Regions from separate parts of the Mus musculus genome. Here region 2 is linked to region 1. Evidence: chromatin contacts called from public HiChIP or PLAC-seq data. All regions are on one chromosome and are shown on one strand. The core of a region is the stretch at or near the end of the contact, and the rest is flanking DNA. Distances in the headings are between cores, read along the strand shown. Region 1 overlaps Lbh (limb-bud and heart). Region 2 overlaps Xdh (xanthine dehydrogenase).

What was found. HiChIP or PLAC-seq counts read pairs in DNA pulled down with a chosen protein or histone mark.
Region 2: a contact with region 1 is called in an H3K4me3 HiChIP or PLAC-seq map of bone marrow-derived macrophages, with 7 times the contacts expected there. The contact joins two enhancer-like sites. A contact is called at or near these places in 4 of 115 datasets of contacts at active chromatin or transcription factors (T-cell acute lymphoblastic leukemia, bone marrow-derived macrophages, craniofacial prominence and 1 more) and 1 of 9 other capture datasets (embryonic stem cells).

Annotation. Positions count from the first base shown.
Region 1 is chr17:72,936,260-72,941,694 of GRCm38.p6, forward strand. It overlaps Lbh (limb-bud and heart), which reads left to right. Exons shown (of 3, transcript NM_029999.4): 3 at 2,997-5,435. The coding sequence ends at 3,185. Among named protein-coding and RNA genes, the nearest start is that of Lbh, 21 kb to the left of the region's middle. Within about 2 kb of position 2,767, at least 91 of the 459 cell types and tissues checked have an H3K27ac peak or open chromatin away from gene starts, as enhancers often do. A contact at or near this core is called in bone marrow-derived macrophages, where this site is marked.
Region 2 is chr17:73,890,516-73,896,175 of GRCm38.p6, forward strand. It overlaps Xdh (xanthine dehydrogenase), which reads right to left. Exons shown (of 36, transcript NM_011723.3): 31 at 5,229-5,281; 32 at 3,085-3,199; 33 at 2,204-2,269; 34 at 596-784. Among named protein-coding and RNA genes, the nearest start is that of Xdh, 57 kb to the right of the region's middle. Within about 2 kb of position 3,441, at least 77 of the 459 cell types and tissues checked have an H3K27ac peak or open chromatin away from gene starts, as enhancers often do. A contact at or near this core is called in bone marrow-derived macrophages, where this site is marked.

The sequences.
Region 1 (5,435 bases), core at 1,517-4,016:
GCTTTCTGGCTTTTCCCGGAGAAACAAAAGAGGCTGTTTTGGTGCAGGACGTGTTCTGTTGTTGTTTGTTTTTTTATTTTTTGGAGAGAGCTATGGTTCTCAGAAGCACAAATCTTTGTGATCTGATAATGAAAGAAAATCTCTGATGGAAGGGGTATATCAATTATTATAGTGATTTTTTTTTTTTTTACAAATACAATGACTTGTAAAAATAACTTTTTCTCTTTAATGGTTCCTGCTTTGAGTAGGTCACAGTGCAAAGGTCTTTGGCAAGTACCACAGTATCAGACTCTCAATGCTCAGATTGCTCCCCCACCCCCACCCCCTACGGAGGACTTAAAAGACTTGGCTGTGGAGCTTTTGGTATGAAAGCCATTGGTGGATATTGTTTTCATGACTGTGTTAGAAGGATGGCTTCACGCTTGGAGCATGGAAACTAACGCTGCATCTGAGGGGGCCATTGCAAAGAAGACATTGTTGTTTGAATTTTGTTTCTGCCCTCAAGCATTGTATTACTTCTGTGTTGGCCAAGAACTTGGACGCCATCTTGTGTGATAAGAAGGCCATTTCATTTCTCTGGAGGAGAAACTGAGCGGGGGTGGGGGGGTGGGGGGGTGGGGGAGCTTGAGAGGCCTTGACAGGGGTCATGCAGTGGATGTCAAGGGAATAATACGAATCCAGAGCCAGTGCCTTAGCCCTATGTCCTCAAAGGAATGGACATCCGGGTCCTTTAGACATCTGGGTCCAGGAGCAGCTGATTTCTAGGAATGTAGCCTCTTCCTCCTCCTCCTCCTCCTCCTCCTCCTCCTCCTCCTCCTCCTCCTTCTTCTTCTTCTTCCCCCCCCCCCTTAGGAATGTACAGCTATCTACTTTATACTGTTATCATGGAGACAGAGGCTCTGCTCTGCTATGGCTGGGCTCATCAGCACTGTCTTCCATACAACACAAGCATCGCTTTGCTAACTCATAGTAAAATCAGTTGCTCTGCTTCTGCCGGCCTGGGTTGCCCGAGTCCTTTGTGATAGTCTGTGGCTTGAGAGGTCATGTGTATCCTGGGTCTATCCTACCTAGTTCAGAATGAGATCTGAATGCTAGCTCTGCCTTTTGACCTTCAGGGTCCCGGATGCTTGCTAACCCCGGGGTGGTAGTGCTGTCTCGGTGAAGTCCTATCTGATAGAGCTTTGTAAACTAAAGAGTGCTTTCATCATCGGGGAGCCCCTGCATCACACCTCAGAGCTCATGCTTGGAAGATGCCTTATGTCCTCACCTTCAGGAAGGGGCTCAGCTCCATAAAAGCAAGTAAACGACCCCCCCCCCAACCTAGCTGATCCACTTTCCGCTCACACTCATTAGTGTGAACCCGCCACCAAGTCAACAAGGGCAAACATCAGAGCGGGTAGTGTGACAGGACATGGTGGCCAGTTTCTCCAGACCTCTCTGACCCGCCTGGGTCCAGCCCCTCCCTGGTTTGTTTTCCTTCTGGCAGCTATTACGATACATTTTATGAGCCCTTTTAAGTCTTTAATGATGCGTACTCCTGCAGCTGGCTTAAGGCTTAATCCCAAGCAATAGGCCTTTATTGGATAAATGGTTAATAATCACTGGTCTGTAGGGATTGGGACGATTTGTGAGGCCCGTGATTCTCAGAAGCCCCACGCGGGCTTCCGAGTGCATCTAGGAGATCAGACACCCTGGGAGACCTCAGATGTTCGGTGGGATAAGCATTTCTTCTGCCCTCCGAGTACAGCAAAACAGGCAAGTTTCCAGGATTTCTCCCAACGCCTGTTTCCATCCACTTGAATTTGAACAGACTGTGTGACCTTCAGTGAAGTCCCCTTTCCCCCTCTGGGGCCTGGGTTTCCTGTCTGTCAGACAGAGAGGTGGGAGGAGATGGCCTTGAAGGTGCCAAGTGTCAGTGATCTGGTGAGCCCCAGATTTCCCAGACCAGAGCTCCTCTCTCCTCTTGGGCGTGTCACTGAGGGCTATGAATGGCAAGGGACCAGCAGCTCGGTGGATTAAGTGCTTAGCTACTGGGCAAAGAATTGGGTCAGCTGTAGTCACAGGGCAGTATGTGCAAAGCAAAGCCAGACTTGGCCCCTAGTTTTATAGCCTGGCTCAGTGTTTCGGTCAGCACTGGGAAGGACCCACATAAGTGGACTGGGGCCTCTTCCACGGGACTCTGGGAGGAGATTGGAGTCTTCCAGGTGTACTGATGGCAAGAAGCCAGGACTCGCTCACAGGTGAAAAGGGAAGGCACTGTGGATGCTTTTCCCAGGCAGCTTGTGACTGGAGGCCTTGACTGGATCTGGATCTGGCTTAGACTTGGCAGTTGCGATGAGATCCAAAAGGCAGGTGACACAGGAGCATGGGAGCAAGCACACCTGAGGTTGAGCCTTAGTTCCGTCCAGGCTAGAAGGGCCTAGATGACTAGTTTGCCCAAGCCTGGGACTTTTAACATAACCCGAACAACACTTGATTTTTGACTGTGTTAGTTTAAAACGATGAACGATTTGGTTGTTTATTTCTTCTGGGCACCAATAATTATTCTGGCAGAAATGTAATGTTTTAGCGCCTGCTGTATGGTGTGGATTGCAGGCATTAACTGCTTGCTTATTCCAAAGCAAAGCCCGGCATACCGTGAGAAACGTGATCTTTTTTTATTCTTTTATCTAGAAGTAAAGCACTAGAAACAGAGTTACACCCACCCTCTTGTTCAGTGGTATGGTCCACAAAATTTTAGCTTTAGGATTGGGAAAAAAAATCTGGCTTAGAGATAGTTTTCTCTAGAACGTATTCCCCTGGATTCTGTCTTACACCCACAGTGTTTAGAAGGCAGAACATAATCCTTGGAAGACAGCCAGTGTTCTCTCTCTCTCTCTCTCTCTTTCTCTCTCTCTCTCTCTCTCTGTGTGTGTGTGTGTGTGTAAAGAAAGAAACACGTTTCTCTTTCAGATGTATATATGACCAGATGTCTGCGTTGTTCTTTAAATTTTCAGATCTTTCCGGACCCATCAGACTTTGACCGTTGCTGCAAGCTGAAGGACCGCCTGCCCTCCATAGTGGTGGAACCCACTGAAGGGGAGGTGGAAAGCGGGGAGCTCCGGTGGCCTCCTGAGGAATTCCTGGTCCAGGAGGATGAGCAAGACAACTGTGAAGAGACAACAAATGAAAAGAAGGACCAGTAGAGTCCACGCAGGCTCGCCTGGGTCATGCCAGCCAGCACACCTGAACTGTTTTTCCCATGGTGATGGAAGAAGAGAATGAGCCACAGTCATTGTGAAAATGTCAAACGAGGCTTCCGTTTTGCACCTGAAAATCACCGAGTCGGTTTTCTTTTCTTCTTCTTTTTTTTTTTTTTTTTTTTTTTTGGTTTGTTTTTAAATTCGTTGAGCAATGGAGCCCTCTGACAACTTGCAAGGCTGAGAAAGGAAGTTGCTGAGAACAGGGGTGGAGGGGGGGGTGGGGGGAAGGGGTGCTGCTTCGAAGATCCCTATCTGAACTCTAGTGCCAGAGGCAGTGCGTGCACATGTGTGTGTGTGGGGGGGGGTGCAGTTCGGGCTGAGGGGGTGAGCAAATGAGCAAGAAAGATTTTGGATTAGAAGAAGAACAACAACAACAACAAAACAAAACAAAACAAACTCTACACTTTTAAAGAGAACTACAGCCAGGAAGTGCTGCTCTTTCCAGCATTTGTCCTGGCTACTGGGGCATCTGACAACCAAGTCCTTATCTCCTGCTCTGTTGCTCACAGCCACCAGCCTTTGTTTTCATTTCAAGTGTGTTTGGTCACCCACAGAGAAGTCGGGCCAGGTAAACTGCCTAGGAAGCCAGATGGAGGGATACAGAGGAAAGGAAGACTCCACCACCATTCCCCAGATGCTTCAGGCTGTCAGAGTCCCCAGGGACCTGGGAGGCTTTAAGACATAGTACTTTTGAGTTTTTCTCCCTATTTACCCCCTTCTGCCTCCCAGTATATAAGGGGAACAGCCAGAGCACTTCCTGCCCTTGTGAGGCACTCCAAGGCTGCAGCCTGAATAGGGAGTGCCTCCTCCCACGGTGGATCTCCCAAGAATTCTTATGTAATCTCTATGGAGCAGGAGGGTAGAAGTGTCGGCTTTCTCAGGCCTGCCCTTCCTTTCTCCTTTGGCCACAGCAGTCAGGTGGACGGTCCCCAGCTATGCTGTGGCCTGTCACTGTTCATCTGACCTGCAGCAGGGCCACTCCAATGGGTTTCCCAGCCCGGCTTCCATGGGCGCTAAAAGCAGAGTGTGCTTCTTGGTTGGGAAGCTGGCTAGCGGGCTTCCATGCAGGGGCCTGGGTGGTGCCGCATTGATTCCCATGTGGGAATCAGCCCTCCAGTGGAGCAGCTGTGGCATCCAGTTTGAGACAGTAGCTGTTGTGAGATCACGGCTTCTCCTCTTGTTGCTCCTGAGCACAGGTTGGGAGAAGATACAGGGTGTGCTGGAGTATCCTTGTAGAATAGCAGCCTTTATTCCTTCCCCACTTTACCTGTCTCTGGAAAGGGCAGCAGTTGCATGGGGAAATTAACATTTGGATTTAGCTCTGATCATAGCTCAGAACCTTCTGGAATAGCGGGTTAGAGGACAGAATTTTTAGAGCAGGGCTGTTTGGTCAAGAGGTGGACTTAAAGCCTTCCTTAGGCTTCACTTAGCCAACCAAGGCACTCACAAATGTCCCCTCACGTCTCTTGTCAGTCCAGGTTGACCCCCGTCTTTGGACTCGTTTGTCTGGTTCTATTTAATACCTCAAAGTCAGTGTGGCTCTGGGCCACGTTGGGGCAAGAGCGTGGGGGGTGTGCTGTTGACACGGCATTCAGCAAGGTTTGGTTCTGGGATGCCGATGGTCACCCCCTCCCCCGTCTCTTCCCTCTGTCGTCTGCCTGTGATACACACCGATGGCAATAACTTTTTTCCGGCTCCTTGCAGAAGTGGGAGAGGGCTGCAGCCAACCCTGCAACCAGAGAGCTTCTCTCTCTCTTGCTTCCACTCTGCTCTGTTTTGGCTACAGAGATCTGTTCATCCCACTCCTGTTCCCCCGCAGCGTTTCTCATCCCTCGCCTCCCTTTATGGACAGGTGTCTGGCCTTTTAAATTCCCGTGTTGTGGTGTCTTCTCATCCCTACCCCAGTTATCTGTCTTGGTCTTGCCGTGTGATGGGATGTGCTTGTAAATCCAGTATCAAATCAGCTTTGTGTATATGTGTGTCTCTGGGGTGGCTTCTTCCTTTTGCTGGTCACTAGACTGTGTTGAACAACCATGTGCTGTCTGAGCAGGTCAGGGGCTGACCGCTACAGGCCCCTCAGCGGTTGAGCCTGTTGGGGGGACCCAGCTGCTCTTGGACAAGTGGCTGAGCTCCTGTCTGGCCTCCTCTTTTCCTCCTCCTCCTCCTCCTCCTCCTCCTCCTCCTCCTCCTCCT
Region 2 (5,660 bases), core at 2,191-4,690, 950 kb after region 1:
ACCTGAGAAAATGTTTCATCAGATACAAGTTATGGTTTTCCTTCCTCAGAGACACAGGACTACATTGCTAAGCTAGGTTGATTCTTAACCATGGTCTGTGCTTTTTGTGGATAGGAATAAAGGAAGCTCTCTGTGCACAATTCCCCAGGCTTGTTAGCAAGGCTTTAAGGTTGGATCTCAATAACCAGCGGGGATGACAGGATGGATTGGAAGACACTCCCCTCCTCTGCAGCGAAATTGCATATTCTCACAAGAACATAGAGGTGCCGTATCTATGAAATCATCTCTGAGGATCAAGGACCGTGATTGTATGACAGAGAGCAGCATAGATCAGACTTTGATCCATAGGATTTGCTTAAGAAATCTCTCTGAGGCTCCCTATAGGAGCCAGCTTCAGCCAATATGATCAAGATGTGTTCTCCTGAGCCCGATTCCTTTGGTTCTCAGCTCTGCTGCCTTACCAAGGTCAGTGCCAATCCCCTTCCTTCTTTTGGAGGGATCCCTGGCAGACCCACTAGGCAGGTGACTGAAACTCCTTCTCCCCTGCAGTGGTCTCCCTTCCTAAAGTTTAGAAGGCAGCACAGAGCCACCGTACCTTGGATGCATAGATGGCCCTCTTGTTGGGGCAGTCGCGGAGCAGGGATACTCTGAACTCAATGGGGATGCTGCCAAATGCAGGGATCTTGTAGGTACTGGGGCCACGAGTGTGCAGGCTCCCCTCGGGAGAGTAGTGCAGCTCCTCCATGGTGAAAAGACCAAGACCCTGGACAAATGCCCCTTCTACCTGCAGGACAGAAGGTTATCATGGTTACCACCTCCCCTCCAGTCCCCAGGACAGATACTGATGACTACCATGGATGTAAAACCTGACCTAGAGTGGGACCTGGAAGGGGCCAGTTCCTACCTGGCTCTTGCCACAGGACCAAGGCCTCCCTATTGGATTGTCACTGAACTTGGTCTCAAGCAGAGCATCCCTCTGTTCAGAATGTGTCGGCAGAGTGGTAGATACCATTTCTCACTAAAACCTGCCACTGTGCGGATGGAGATGTTGTCTCCGTCTCGACACTAGTGATCCAACACCAGGACACAAGCTCATGGGAGGGATTTCATTTCTGGAGTAGTCAATCCTTTGAAATTTACCTCCAGCCTCATTGGGTTCCCACCCTTGTCTGTCCTGCTATGACTTACAGATCTAGAGCATCCACTACACTATGTTGGTCCCCATCCGTTCTCCCATCCCTACTCAGAAGAGTGATATGTGGCACTGCCAGAGCTGAACAAACACAAGAGGGCACTGTTGATAATCTTTGTATCCATAGTACTTGATGCAATGCCTGCCTACAGAGGGCATTCCCCAAGCAGACCAACTGAGTGTGTGTGTGTGTGTGTGTGTGTGTGTGTGTGTGTGTGTGTGTGTTGACTAAAGAGTAGATTAGCCTTTTGTATATTTTCCAAGTGTACTCATATTTTCTACCAGATGCATCTGTCTCAAATTGTGACTCCTCCCTCTCGTCTTCTCCAGCTTGACCTATTCTATGAATCCCATATTTGGGATATTCATAGAAAAATGGTTTTCATTTGGGAAGTTCTTTTCCTACTCATGGTTGAGCTCACGCCTTTTGGCGGATCCCTCTACCACCCCAGTCTTGTTACCATTTTCGTCCTAGAGAGTAGTTTATCTAATCGCTGGGTCAGTGGGCAATGGGGAGGCAGCCAGTTCTTCTGAGCTCAGACCCTACTGCTTAAGCATCAATACCAGTCTCTATTGCCCTTCCCCACTGTGCTTATTCCCAGGTACTCGAATACTCCCCTCCCTTCCCTCCTCTCCCTTCCTTCTATCCCTCCTCTCTTACTCCCTCCCCCTTTGTCCTCTGTGTGTGTGTATATGTGTGTACAAGTGTGTGTGTGTGTGTGTGTGTTACATGTGAGCATCCAATGGTTCCTCACACACTATACTGGTGCCTGGGGCATGTGGCTTCCCTTTCCAGGTTAATCTATGTTTATTTGTTTTCTGCATTGAGAGTTGGATGGATGATCATCAACCTAACTCTTACTCAAAATGAGGTTCCCCAAGTACTATGCTCTGGCCTGCTTAAAAACAATGACATGTTGTGTAGCTGTTGATCTTCAGTTATCAGGGTGGGGATGGGCACATTGCTGGCCTATTTATTCTGTTACCACCCTGATCTCCCATACACCTTACCTGTCCGATATCAATGGCAGGATTCAAGCTGGAACCAACATCCATGACGATATCTGTACGGAGATTCTGTGGATGGAAGATAGTTTGAGAAGAATAGAATACCTGAAATCCCACAGTGTGCTTTGATAACTCCTAGATTGTAAATCCCAATTCAAATACCATGTTCACAAGCACAAAGCCCTAAGCAGGTGGACACAGGGATCCCCACCACATATGGATGGCCATATCAAAGCTGACATTTGAGATCTTAGCAACCGAGTTAAATGCAGATCAGAGCTGATCTCGCCACACATCCACAAATGAGTGGTAAGAGAAGGTCTCCAGGGACTAGGGCTTTGAACCTGAGTCTGGGCAGATCTGCGAGAAATCAGTCAATAAAGTATATTGTGGCTGAATCCAAAGCATGCTTGGTTAATAGAGCCTGTAAGATAATAGCCACATTATTAAATAGCTGAGGGGCTGAGGATATAATTTAGCTGGTTGAGTTCTGGCCTTGTATGCATGAGTCCCTGGGTTTACTCGCCCAAATAAGAAAAAAAATCTAAAAATAAATGACTGAAAAAAATATAGGAAGAAGATACTTGTGGCACAGAAAAAAAAAACTATCTTCAGTTTAAACTTCAGTGGGCGGAAGTAGTCGTTTATGGAGCAGAGTCCCACACCATCCCACACGGCGGCTTTCACCACACCAACAGTCAAATGCTGACGCAGAAACTATGAGGCTCGTGGTTTAAGGTATGTGCTCTGTGGCCTTCATGGAGCAATCCCCTGCCTCTGACGTAAAGCTTATTTCCTAACCAGAGAGCAGGCCTGGGCCAGCCATTCAGATTGCAATCCAACTGTCTTTCTTCTCGTAGGCTAATACGTTGCAAATGTCTTACCTTATGGTCCCCTGTTAAGCAGTCAATTTCTACTTCTGAGCAAGCCACCCCATAACTGAAGTAGTGGAAGGGGTTCCCAGAGTTTGTCTCAAAGCTGTAACCAAGGTTGGGTGTCCTGGAAGAGAAAAGAGAAACGTTTATGTGTTTTAGACAAGCCCACCCCTTTCCATACACATTTTTGCCCCATAAATCTGTAAGCCCTAAAGGTCTTATTTTTCCCCTTAGTCATCCTCCTCCAAAGCCCACACATTTTGAATATTATGAACTTGTCATGAAAATGAGATATTCCAGAGCCTTCTACTTATGTTTAAGTCTTCCAAAGTTGTATGAGTGTTCTGTACAACCTGGCAGCATTTAGCGGAAGCATGCTGCTTTCTGCACTGTAGTGATAACAGAAACAGATATGCTAGGACTCACGGAGGATGTGGAAATCGCTCCCTAAAAGAGTGAGTGAGTGAGCCAATCCAAGGTCCTCAGCACTGCGGCTCTGGGCAGGACAGCATTGTGCTGTTCTCACAAGCTCACCTGATCACTTATTTTCAGGTGAAAGGTCACAAGAGCAGGGTGTCCTACCAACCTGGGTGAAGCCCCAAACAGCCACTCCCCATCTCCTGGCCCCTTCGGAACTTCAACAAGTGACTTGAGGAAAATGTTATTAAGAGATACAAATGTTCTGTTAATGTGTGTTTCTCTTTCAGGGTCTGAGTGCTTTGTCCAATTGCCATAATATACGAACCATATAAACGTGTACTCACATAAAGTATGTCAGCCCTATGTAATTATATATTGTACATACATTCACTATACAATGTATGTTTACTTGAATATATATAACACGTGTACATAATACTTATATACATATAAAATATGCTACATAGAAATAATATGAGCTTACATGACCAGAACTCACCCTTAAACCAAACTAATGCAGGCTGAGGGACAGGACTCAACCCCGGAGAAACTTCACTATCTTTGCCCTCTGACCTCATCTTGTTTATCTAGGTGACTATGGTGGTTTGAATAGGTTTGTCCCTGACTGAGTCTTGTGCTTGAATGCTCAACCGTAGGGAGTGGCACTATTAGGAGGTGTAGCCTTATTGGAGTGTGTGTGTGTGTGTGTGTGTGTAGTACGTGATAACCACATATTCGTTCAAGACATTTTAAAACAAGCTTGAAAAGCTAGCTTTAAGTGAAATTTCCCAGAAACATGGTGATGGCTAGTTTTAATTGTCAGCTTGATACTGTCTGGAGTCATCTGGGCAGAGTCTCACTGAGGGGCCGTTTAGATTGGTCTGGCCTCTGGACATATCTATGAGGGATTTTCTTGGTTTGGTTAATTGGAGTGGGAACAAACCATCCTCAATGTGAGCATCATCATGTCATGGGCTGGGCGCTGGACCGTATGAAAGGGAAGGAGGCGAGCTGAGTGTAAGCAAGCCAGCATGCTTCTTCTCTGCTCCTGATGGTGGATGTGCTGTGACCCAGTCGCTAAGGCTCCTGCTAATGCAGGACCATAACTTAGACTTATGAGCTAAACCCTTTCTCCCATACATCGTTCTCATCAGGGCATTTATTATAGCAATCGGACAGTAACTATAATCGTATCTTTTTATAACTCCAAATGGGAATGGGGGGAGTCTCTAGCTAATCACACAGTGATACAATTTTAAGACTATCAAATACGTATGTTCCCTCCTATGGCTCACTGCACTAACAAAGTTCCACCATACTCTGTATGTTGTAAAGAGACCACAGACTCTAAATCCTCCTGTTCTCCTGAGGGAAAGTCACTATGAAGAAACCCAGTGTTCTGCCCAAGGAAACATGCAGGTTGCCCAGACACATGTCGTGGTGCAGCTCAGTGCCATGTCCTATAGAATGCGGCACAGATTCGCCCTTCTTCTAGGAAACAGCATACTCAAAGGTCTGGAACTGGAGTCTTCTAACACAGCAGTTCCCGTGTTTGTCCCCTCATACTTAGTTGGTAATTGTACATAACGAAGCATCTTTAGACTGAATGAAGTCAGCGTGAGTCCCACTGACATGATAAAGGTTTTAGGGTTGCTGATTTTGTCTGGCCCTGGGCCAACCAGCATTCAGGGCTGTCAGCATGTGAGAGTGGGCAGGATGAGGATCATACTCACTTATAAAATCCAGTAGCAGACAAGCTCACTGCACTAGTGTAGGCATCCATGACCTGAGGAAGACAAGGGGCATCAGGAAGGGACATTTGTGGTAGACCCAGCCCACTACTAAGACATCGTTATTCCCGTATTGCAGATGAGGAAACTAAAGGCTTAGAGAAAACAGTTTTCGACCTAGCATCTATACTAGGCGTACAATAACGTACAATATAATATCTATATTAGTGACTGTGGATGACTAGCCTGTGTCACCTGCTCATAACGAATCCTGGACTACATAGCTGGTAACACTGGACGAAGCTCAAGTTGAGTGAAAGAAAATTATCAACAAGGCTGTTGTGAAGAATGCTCCAATTGCCTGACAAACCTATGCACAAGCCACCAGAATTAAATTAAATGCATATGGTACTTAATGACGTGAATGGAAAGGGA